Regions from separate parts of the Sus scrofa genome. Here region 1 is linked to region 2. A link is a contact called in public Hi-C data. All regions are on one chromosome and are shown on one strand. Each heading gives the region's core, a stretch centred on a gene start, on an enhancer-like site or on the middle of the called end of the contact. The rest is flanking DNA. Distances are from core to core; before and after follow the strand shown. Region 1 holds the start of CARD19 (caspase recruitment domain family member 19). Region 2 holds the start of SUSD3 (sushi domain-containing protein 3).

Evidence for each region. Hi-C and Micro-C count contacts between places; a contact is called where the count stands out from the background.
Region 1: a Hi-C map of epiblast stem cells shows a contact between it and region 2, with 1.9 times the contacts expected there. The contact joins the promoter of CARD19 here to the promoter of SUSD3 in region 2. A contact is called at or near these places in 1 of 5 promoter capture datasets (liver), 11 of 47 Hi-C or Micro-C datasets (alveolar macrophages, blood, embryonic fibroblasts and 3 more) and 2 of 2 datasets of contacts at active chromatin or transcription factors (alveolar macrophages and skeletal muscle).

What each region holds. Positions count from the first base shown.
Region 1 is chr3:42,630,748-42,635,839 of Sscrofa11.1, reverse strand. It overlaps CARD19 (caspase recruitment domain family member 19), which reads right to left and starts at 2,324. Exons shown (of 6, transcript NM_001244277.1): 1 at 2,198-2,324. The coding sequence starts at 2,204.
Region 2 is chr3:42,592,596-42,598,345 of Sscrofa11.1, reverse strand. SUSD3 (sushi domain-containing protein 3) reads right to left here and starts at 1,784. Exons shown (of 5, transcript XM_021088140.1): 1 at 1,761-1,784.

The DNA of each region.
Region 1 (5,092 bases), core at 1,075-3,574, 37 kb before region 2:
CTGGCACCACAACCGTGGACCCCCAACCTGTTAACTCTGGCTGGCACCCGGGGCCCTGTGCTGTGGGAGCTGGGTCCAGTAGCCCTCACTGTGCCTCCCAGGCCCCTGAGCCATCCCCTGCCCAGCAGCCCCCAACCTCACCATACTGTTCAGGATCTCATCTTTGAGAGAAGACTACCTGTCCCTGTGATTCCCACCTGGCTAATTCATGCTCACTGTCCTACTCCTGAGAGGCCTTCCTGAGTTCCCCTGGCCTCTGCCCCACCAAAGTCCAGATTTGGGGGCCTCAGCCTCCTTTCCTGAATTGAATATCCCAGAATCCCCTCCAGTCCCCATGCCGAAACTGGCCACAAGCAAGGAGTTGAGATGGCTCACTCCCCAGCATACCACAAGTCAGTGGCTGCTTCTGCAGCAACAGCAATTGCTGCAGTGACACTTGGCCAGTGCTGGCCCTGTGCAGACACATCAGGTCCCACAAACTCACTCTGCAACCCATCACTGAGGCCCCAGAACAAACTTGGGGCAGGCCCCTGTCGATGCATGGAGGCAGTGAACCAAGAACTTGGGGCCTGCAGCCTTGAAGACCTGCCCATTTAACCCTCTCTGGTCCCAGTTCCCACCCTGAAAATAAATGGCTCTATGGGGAGGGGTCTCTAGAGGGCCAGGACACAGAGATGGCAGGGAGAAGTGGAACTGGTGGGTCCGGCTCTGCCACTGACTGCCCCAGTGATCCTGGGGCTTGGCACCTGCCCCGTCTGAGCCTTGGTTTCCTCAGCCACACAACAGAGATGCTATTCCACATTACCCCATATAGCAGTTCTGAACAGAAAGGCCCAGGTGCACAGGAGGTACAACAGACCCCTGAACAAGGTGAAGGTGGGGGCATAGACCCCTGAGCATGGAATATCCATACATAACTTTACAGTCGGCCCTGTGGATCCAAGATTCTATATCCTTGGATTCAACTAACCTCATATCACGTAGTAGTATAACATATTTATCAAAAAAAAAAAAAAGTCCACATACAAATGGATCCTCACAGTTGAAATTCCAGTTGTTCAAGGGTCAACTGTACTTAGAAACAGCAGCCACAGATAAAAAGGGTTCAGGGAGATGAGAACAGAGTGCATAACTGCTAGGGTCCCTTCTGGCTTCGGCTGGGACACTGATGTCCTGGAAATCACCAGGTTCCTGCCCAAGAAATCCTATTTGTGTGCAGGACTTGGGCTGGGTCTCCAGTGAGTGTTGGGGAGAGAACAGGGACTTCTGGGAACTCCCTGACCCCCTGGGCTACCCCTAGGTGACTTCTGCCTCATGAAGCAGAATAGTGGGGCCCTTGAAATGAAGTATCGCTTCTGGGAGCCACCACATTCCCTGACCACACTGTCATGGGCTCTGTCACCAGCCTGTCATTTTCATGGAGCTTCTCCTACAGGAGAAGGTCTACAGAAAAGGGCCACCCTGTTCAGTTAGGGTCAGGAAGGCAGTGGGCAGGTCCAGAGAGGTCCTGGGTGGGGTAGAGTGGATTGAGGGTAGGGGTGGGGGGTGTAGGTTGCTGGGCTGGAGACCCTGTCCTGGAAAAAGATGCTGGAGGGCCTTAAACAATCCAGTATGGAGCGCAAAGCGTGTGCACAATTCTCCTGGGCCTGTCCCCACTGGGCAAGGGGTGCAGAATGGGAGGTACCAGAGATTCCCCTGACTACCAACCACTGCCCAGGAATGAACCACCTGACGCCATTCTCAGTCTATTATCTCCTGATAGGAGCACATAGTAGAACCCAGAACCTAAAAGAGTATTCCTCGCACACCTTTGACTTTAACCTCCCACTGTCAGGCCACATCCCCAGCCCAGAATCTCCTGACCCACAGACATGCACTGATCCCTGCCTTCCCGACACCACCCAAGACCTGGCCCCCACTCACTAGAACCTTCCACGGCATGCCCTGGCCTCACCCCTCAGAACCATCCCAGGCCCAGCCTCTGTCGCCCAGAACCCTCCAGAGCCTGGCCTGGCCTCGTCCCCCAAGAAACTGGCCCCAGGCTGCACGCCGCTTTGCCGCGGTCCCGCCGTCACGGGCAAGGTCACTCCCGTCGCAGCGAGGGGCCTCCCCTGGGGTGGTATCGGGACACCGGACCCTACGGGCCACCGTGGCCGCGCGCCTGTCCCTGTCAGGCACGACCCCGGACAGCGCTCACCTGTCATGGCGGCGGCACAGCGTGCACCCAGCCGGCCCGTCCCCCTGCCGCCGTCTGTCTGTCTGGTTGTCCGGTCCGCTGCCCGTCAGCCCCGGTGACCGCCGCCCGCCCTGGCCCGCTCTTTCCCGGCGGGCCCCGCCCCCAGCATCATCGCGACTAAGTCCTAACCCTGCCCCTCACTTAGCCCGCCCTCTCCCGTTAGGCCCCGCCCACGGCGTCGGCGCCATCGCCGCCATCGCCGCCAGGGCTCTAAACGCCGCAGCTCCCTCCAGCCTGGTTTCCTAGCGCGTGGGAACAGACGCCGCTAGGAGCCCTTAGCCCCGCCCCGCACTGAGCCCGCCCCTCCCACTAGGCCCCGCCCACGGCGTCGGCGGCGTCGCCTCAAGGGTTCTAAACGCCGTACCTCCCCCGCAGCCCCGCTTCCTAAGGCGTGGTAATGGACGCCGCTAGGGGCCCTCGGCCCCGCCCCTCACCGAGCCAGCCCTTCCGGGCGGCCCTGACTTGGCTCTGTCACCGCTGGCGCTCTAAACCCACCCACACTGAGCCCACCCCCGCTGGCGCCACTACGCCTCTGCCACAGTCCTGCATCCCGCCCCTCTCTGAGCCCAGGAAGCCTTGGGCCTCATTCTTGCCAGGAAGAGATGCCCTCAGCTCCGCCCCTCACAGAGTTCCTCCCGCACCCCGCCTTTTCCCACGTGGTCCCGCCCCCAGTCTAGCCCCGCCCCTTTCGGCGCATGTCCTTTGCCGCTGCATCCTGAGCCCCGGCCCTCGCCGGATCCTCTGGGGCAACCTCGCGGGTCTCCTCCTCACTCCTCCCCGACCCCCCACCTTGGACCCGCTCTTGTTCCACCCTGTCTTGGTCTAGGGTGGGGGTAGCCAAGCTCCGGACCCCGCTAAGCGTTTCTGGACACGGTCTGCCATGCCATTGCCGCCACTCCTGGAATGAGGAAACTGGAGAATGGGTGCATTTGTCGGCTGGAAACCCCAAAATTCTTGGGCCGAGTCGTAGGAGGTCACCACACGGGCACCGTCCCTTCCTCAAACGCTGGGAGTGAACCTGGCCTGGCTTAACTGAGAGCCCAGCCCCGTCCTACCCCAGGCTACCTCAGACCTTGAGACAACGGGGTAGGAGGTCCGGGTAACCTGACTTGGCAGTGCGTTAGTGCAAGTCCAGGCCCTTCCTCTGCAAGCCGCGCACAGGCCACTTAGGGGCCTCCCGGACGGGGCCTGTTGTCCACTGGTGGAATGGCCTGACCCCCACCTCCATTATTTTGCATCTTTCATCCTGGATCATGGCTTTGCGGACAAAAAATGTTACCTATCATCCCAGTAAATAATGAAAGTTACCCGCCGTCAAGTCTTTAGCCACTACGCCACCACCACCACCCGAGGGGAATTTAAGATAGAGGAAAAACAAGTTACCGGCCCTGGATCATTAAGATGCATATCTAAGGAATACTTTTATTGAGGGAGATTCTAGCATCTTCGCAAATGTAGAAAAGCACATTAACTTGAGGTGTAATCTTTTGATGTTCAACTACTTTGGGTGTTTCGTTTTTTTCTTTTTTCAGCAAAAGCTCTTGTATTTCCTGGCTCCCCCTTCACCTCTTTGAAACCGTCAACTGAAAAAATGCACAACCTAAAAGTTGAGAATTATGTTTTATTCAATGGACTTTCTGAGGATTTCAAGGCCTGGAGGGAGCCTCTCAGCTCTGAGAGATTGCTCTGAAGAGGTAGGGGAGGAGCCAAGGTATATGGGAGTTTCACAAAAAAGACCAGGTAGTTGGAACATCAAAAGATTACAGGTAATTAAAAAAAATCAGATATCTCAAGGTTTTGTTGTTGTTGTTGTTGTTTTTTGCTTTTTATGGCTGTACCTGAAGCATATAGAAGTTCCCAGGCTAGGGGTTGAATTGGAGCAGCAACTGCTGGCCTATGCCACAGCCACAGCAATGCCAGATCAGAGCTGTGTCTGTGACATACACCACAGCTCAGGGCAACTCCAAATCCTTAACCCACTGAGTGAGGCCAGGGATCGAACCCGCATCCTCATGGATACTAGTCAGGTTCGTAACCTGCTGAGCCACAATGGGAACTCCCTCAGATATCTCAAGTTAGTAAGTTAATTTAGCACTTTTCTTGGTATTGGAAGTTGCAGAAGTCTGGGCTCATTGAAACTATTCCTTTGATAAGCACTTTAGCTGTCTAGGTCCTGTATCCTTGTCCTTCTCTCCCGAGTCCCCTCAGGGTGCACTGTTGGGAGTAGCTGCAGTGGCTGAGGGCTTGCTATGATTGCAGGGGGGAATAGCCTGTGAGTCTGCACCCTGCACTCCCTTAGGGCTCACCATGGGGGGCGGTGGCAGTGGTTGGTGGCCCTGTGCGGACATGGTGCAAACTGACGATGCTTCTAACCTGTCAGGTATGAACTGGCCCTGACCTGCACCCCACCCTGCCACTTTCACTTCTGACTTCTGCTTCCTTAGAATTTTATAATCCTGGCATGGTCAGAAAGTACGTAGAAATGTTTTGTCTTAGGGCCACACTCTTAGCATATGGAGGTTCCCAGGCTAAGGGTTGAATCGGAGCTGCAGCCGCTGCCCTGGCCTCAGCCACAGCAACTCAGGATCCGAGCCATGTCTGTGATCTACACCACAGCTCAGGCAACACCACTGAGCAAGGCCAGGGATTGAACCTGAGACCTCATGGATACTAGTCAGATTCGTTTCCGCTGAGCCACGTCAAGAACTCCTCTGAGAAATTACGTAGAGGAGTTCCCATAGTGGCTCAGCGAAAACAAATCTGAATAGTAAACATGAGGTTGCAGGTTGAATCCCTGGCCTTGCTCAGTGGGTTAAAGATCCGGCGTTGCCGTGAGCCGAGGTATAGGTTGCAGAT
Region 2 (5,750 bases), core at 535-3,034:
GGACCCAGGGGTCCCCCATTGGACAAGCAGTGGCAGAGAGAACTGCTGGTGCGAAGGCCCTGAGATCGGAATTCTTTGAAAGCTTGAGGTCCAGGGGAATTTTAGAGTGGCCGGCTCTGAAGTGCCTGGCAGGCAGTAGCAAAGAGGTGGGTGTCTTGCGACAGTGGAGCAGGGTTCCAGCAAGGCCAGCCCCTCTCCACCTCTGCTTTCTTAGCCTGGTAGAAACTGATGTTCAGTGTGACATAGAAAGGCCCTCCCCCTTCTGGGTCAGAGTCATGTTCACTCCGTAATATCTAATTGCCACTTCAGCCTTGTGGGTCACACATGATGACTTTCTTCATTTTCCTTGATATGAACCAAGCATGTGTGTCCCAACTGCCACATCAGCAGGCCAGGTGAGTTCATAGAGCCCACTGTGATCAGCCCCCCTTCACACCAGGACTTTTGTGCACACCACTGTACCCCAGACAGCTGCCTGCCTGTAGGTACACGCGCAGGGCTGGGAAGAGAGGTCTGGGGCGGCCCTTGAAATTATAGCATAGAGCTGGTGGGAGCTGTCTGCGGGCTGCCTACACCACCTTGCTCCACCCAGGCCTGGCCGGATTTGGATGTGTGTGCTTCCTGGGCCTGTGGCAACAAGATACCACAGACTAGGTGCCTCAGGACAGCAGAAAAGTGTTGTCTCAGGGTTCTGGAGGCCAGATGCTTTCTTTAATCTTTCACGTTTCTTTAATCTGAGATTAAAGTTGTGGTAGAGTTGTGCTCCCTCCGAAAGCACTAGAAGGTGTCTGTTCCAGGCCCCTCCCCAGTTTCTGATGGTTCTTTAGTTTCTGGCAGCCTCATTCCAGTTTTCACACAGCTGTTTTATCCCTTTGTGCATATCTGTCTCTGTGTCCAAATTTCCCTTTTTATAAGGATGCCAGTCCTATTGGAATAGGGCCACCCTCGTGACCTCATTTTACCTTGAGTGCCTCTGGAAAGACCCATTTCAAAAGAAGGTCCTGTTCTGAGGTACCAGGGTTAGAACTTAATCATATGAATTTGGGGGAGGACAGAGTTCAGCCCACAATAGCCTATAACCTACCGAGAGCAAACAGCACAGTTCCTTGGCCATCTGTGACATGGTTACATGTTCTGGGTACTCAAGCATGTTAGTGCTGGCCTCCATTTGTACCGTTAAGGAACTAGGAGTGGCTTGAGACTTCTGTCACTTACTTCGGGAAACTGTACACCTTGTCATGGCTCAGAACACCCACTCGTGCCAAAGGCATGTTCAGAAGCAGTAGAGGCACTGGGCTTAGTTCTGGAGGTGGACCTTGGCCAGTTTGAACCTGGGTCTGGGCCACCTCATCTGCCGTTTTTGGGGCTTCCTGGAATGGCATGATCCTGGAGACTACCAGCAAGCCGACCACAGGCAGGGAGGAAAACTGAGGCCTGGGAGGGAAAGGCACTTAGCCCACCACAGAGGCAGACTGTCTGCGCTGCCACCTCGCCCTCTAGCATGTCAGGGATCATGGTCTGATGGGCATCCTGTGCCTGAGCCTTAATAGTCTCATTGGAGGGACAGAAATGATCCTGCCACCCTCCCAAGGTGAGGGAGACTGTGACATGATCAAGGATGGAGCACTGCCTGAAAGCTGTGCTACAAAAGCCCTGCCAGTGTTGGGACTTGCCACCACCCTCTACCTGCCCCCAGCTCTCCGAGTCCTGGCCCAGACTGGGAACGGTGCCACTGTCATGCCAGGCTGGTGTCTCCTTACCCTCAGGCCTTGGCTGCCTTCTTCAGGAGCTCTCCCTGATGTTCCGCCTGGACTGAGTCATTCCACACTGTGTGACCTCAAGGCCTGTGAAGCAGAGAGGACAAATGGCTTCCCTGGTGGAGGCAGCGTGTGGGCAGCTGGTGAAGAGGCAAGTAGAACCCAGCAGAGATGCCTGAGGAACTGACCCAAGCCTTGGCCTTTCTGCCCCCCGCCCCAGTACCTGCTCCCCATCTTGGCTTGTAATTGGGAGCAACACACAATATCCTCCAACAAATGTTTGTTGAATGAATGAACTGGCAGGAAGCAACTGGGGAGGCTGGGGATGGGAGGGGGGTCTGAGAGCTCTGGGTGTCAGTGTTCTACCCTGTGAAATGGGCTTACACACACATGCTGCCAGAGATTTCCAGGGGAAGATGAAGATCTGGACGGGGGTGGGGGTGGGGTCTCCTCTGTCCTCAGGGCTTAGTTGGAGTGTTGCCTGTCCCACAGAGCCTTCCTCAACCTCATTCACCTGACACAGCATCCACAGGCGATGATGGCCTGAGGGGGACAGTACATAAGCCTGAGGGGTGGGGGTCAGGGGGTGGTCACTGGTGTGTTTCCCTCAAATTGGATAATAATTGCACAAGTGTGAAATGCTTTTTGGTTTTCTTTAAATGTTCACTTTTGCTCCCACTTGATAGAAAAATAAAATTTGTATCCTAAAAACCTTTCAAAATGGACCAAGCCCAGAAAATTCCATTGCAGAATAAGAGTCAGGGAAGCAGGGTGGTCTCATGGACTTTGCCTCTGTTTTAATCTATTTTATTTTTATTATTATTTTTTTAGAGCTGTACCCTCGGCATATGCAGGTTCCCAGGCTAGGGGTCAAATTGGAGCTGTAGCCACCAGCCTATACCACAGCCACAGCAATGCCAGATCCGAGCCACATCTGCAACCTACATGGCAGCTCATGGCAATGTTGGATCCTTAATCCACTGAATGAGGCCAGGAATTGAACCTGAGTCCTCATGGATCCTAGTCAGATTCATGTCTGCTGAGCCGTGGGAACAATAGGAACTCTGTGCCTCTTTTCTTTTATTTTCTTTAAAAAAAGACAAAAAACAAACAAACAAACAAAAAAACCTTTTTGGAGTTCCCATTGTGGTGCAGCGATAAGGAACCTGACTGGTATCCATAAGGACACAGGTTCAATCCCTAGCCCTGCTCAGTGGGTTAAGGATCTGGTGTTGCCGTGAGCTGTGGTGTAGGTCACAGATGGGGCTCAGATCTGATGTTGCTGTGGCTGTGGTGTAGATCAGCAGCTGCAGCTCCAATTCAACTCCTAGCCTGGGAACTTCCATATGCCATGGGTGCAGCCCTAAAAAGACAAAATAAAATAAAATACTTTTTAAAATTAAGAGTAGTCACTCAAAAAGTAGTCTACACTTGTAGCTCAAATGAGCTAGCTATTTGGGGAGAGAAAATTTTCCCAAAAATGTTTTCTATCAGGCTGTTTGTCACTGTCCATGCACACTGGTCCTCTAGCCACTTCACAGGAAGGCAAGAGCCAGTCCCTTCTGTAGGGAACCCCTGCTGGAGCCCACTGCCCACCATTGCTGGGCTGTCTTACCCGGCCCTAGGCCTGCACAAGCCAGGCTTTCTTTGGATTTCAGGAGGGAGATAGGTGAGTCACCCCAGGTGACATCGAGCCACAACCCACAGGTTAACAGTGATGGCTTGGAGACACACAGCAAGGCCCCTGGGTGGAGGTAGGCCTATGGGCTGTGTGAAAGCAGGTGCTAGACTCATAGAACAGACAGGACCAGCCCCTCCTGTGTGCCGGGCCTGCTTGGGAGCCAGGGGACAGCAGGCACAGGAGGGACAGATCCTCATGGGCTGCTCAGGGCTCCTCTTCCACCTTTGGACAGCCAGACTATGGGTCATTTTTTCCTGCCTCTTTTTTTTTCTTTTTAAGGCCACACCTGTAGCACATGGAAGTTCCCAGGCTAGAAGTCAAATCAGAGCTGCAGTTACCAGCCTACACCACAGCCACAGCAACGCCAGATCCCAGCTGCATCTGTGACCTACACCACAGCTTTTGGCAATGCCAGATCCTTAACCCACTGATCAAGGCCAGGGACTGAACCTGCATCCTCATGGAGACTATGTCGGGATCTTAACCTGCTGAGCCACTAGGAAACTCCTTTTCCTGCCTCTTGACTCCTCTGTGGTCTGAATTTTCTACAATGAGCATTAATCTATTCTCTTATCAGAAAACAGGAAACTAGTAAAGATTTTAAGGGTGGGGTACATGTAAATAGTTATATGCATTCACAGCACATTTCTGAATTCCATGAACAGGGAGTTCCCATTGTGGCTCAGTGGTAATGAACCCAACCAGTAACCACGAGGATGTGGGTTTGATCCCTGGCCTCACTCAATGGATTAAGGGTCCGGCATTGCCGTGAGCTGTGGTGTAGGTCACAGGTGCAGCTCAGGTCTGGCTTCGCTGTGGCTGTGGTGTAGGCTGGCTGCTATAGCTCCAATTCGATCTCTAGGCTGGGAACCTCCATATGCCACAGGTGCAGCCCTAAAAACACACACACAAAAAAATAAAAAGAAAAAAGAAAAAGAAAAAGAAGGAATGAAGGAAAGAAAGAAAAGGAAAAAAAAAAAAGATGAACAGATCTTTACAGCTGCAGAAACTCAGGCTCAGAGAAGGGGAACCGTCCTGTCCAAGGCCATTTACCTGCTAGGATGATGTGTCATTTCTATGCTCTGAAGACTCACTCATCATGATGAAGGTCTGCCCCCCACCCCCACAACCAGAGGCAGGTGTGTGTTTTCACAGCCAGAAGCTTTTCCTCATTAAGCCTTGGGTAAGAAGTACGTAGGCAGGACCCAGGGCAATCCAGAGGCTTAGTGGTTATGAGCCAGTTAAGCTTCTTTGATGACATGCACCTGTCCAGCCAGCGCAGAGGGAGCCAGAGTCCCCAGCCACACAAGTAGGAGAGCCTGCCCTTGACTGTGCTCCTGGCCGGCCTCTCCTGCCTGCCTCCCCCTGCCTAACACAGATCCGGTAGCCTCCCGGCCCTCACCAGCCCCTCAATCTCAGGACATTTTAGCTACCTCTATACCCCTCTGGTCGACTCTGGGAGGGCCCTGCCCCTACCCCTTCTCTCAGCTCCTTTCTCCTTCTTCATCTCCCCCGAGCCACACCTGCCAAGGCTGTGGCCTAGGGACAACTCAGAGGCCCAGGCTCTGTGGGGAGGCATTCTCTGGGCTTCTCACAAGGCCTGAAGGCAGACCAAGGCCATCCAAGTGGACACATTGGAGAGACCTGGCCTAGGAGAGGTGCCTGCAGGGCTCCTGTTTCGCAAATGGGAAGACTGAGACCTGGGGGAAGGGTCTGCCCCTAGCAATAGAGCTCATCCCAGACCTCCTCCCTACGGCCCAGCCTCTGGGGCCTGACATTCTGGCTCTCTGTGCCTCTCAGTTTTCCCACCTGCAGGATGAGCATGTTAGCACCACTCCTGCCAGGGCTAAAGGGAGAATGAGACCTACAGTGCAAGTCCAAGTGTCTCCAGCATGAGTATGAGCTTCAGAGTCAGGGCTAGCAGGAGGGGTGGACAGCAGAGAGCGGGAGAGGCTGCTCCAGGGCCTGTCGGCTGAATACCTGCTCTCACCCCTTCACTCCCTGGGCTGACAGCTCTGCTTTTTCAGTAATCATGAGTGCTTCACTGTCTCCATTTTACAGGTGAGAAACTGAGGCTCGGGCCTCTGAGGCGCATATTTGCTAAGTAGCCACTTTAGTCAGCTGCAAGGGAGAGAGGCCCAGGCAGGTCAGCTGAGAGGAATTGGCAGCTGGCAGCTTCAGAGTTCTGAGGGAAGCCCTTGAGGCTCAGTTCCCCTGGGTGGGGAGCCACTCTTCCAGCATTCCAACACATCAGCCCAGAGATGCACTGGATCATATGCTCATCCCTGGACCAATTGCTGAGCCAGGCAGAG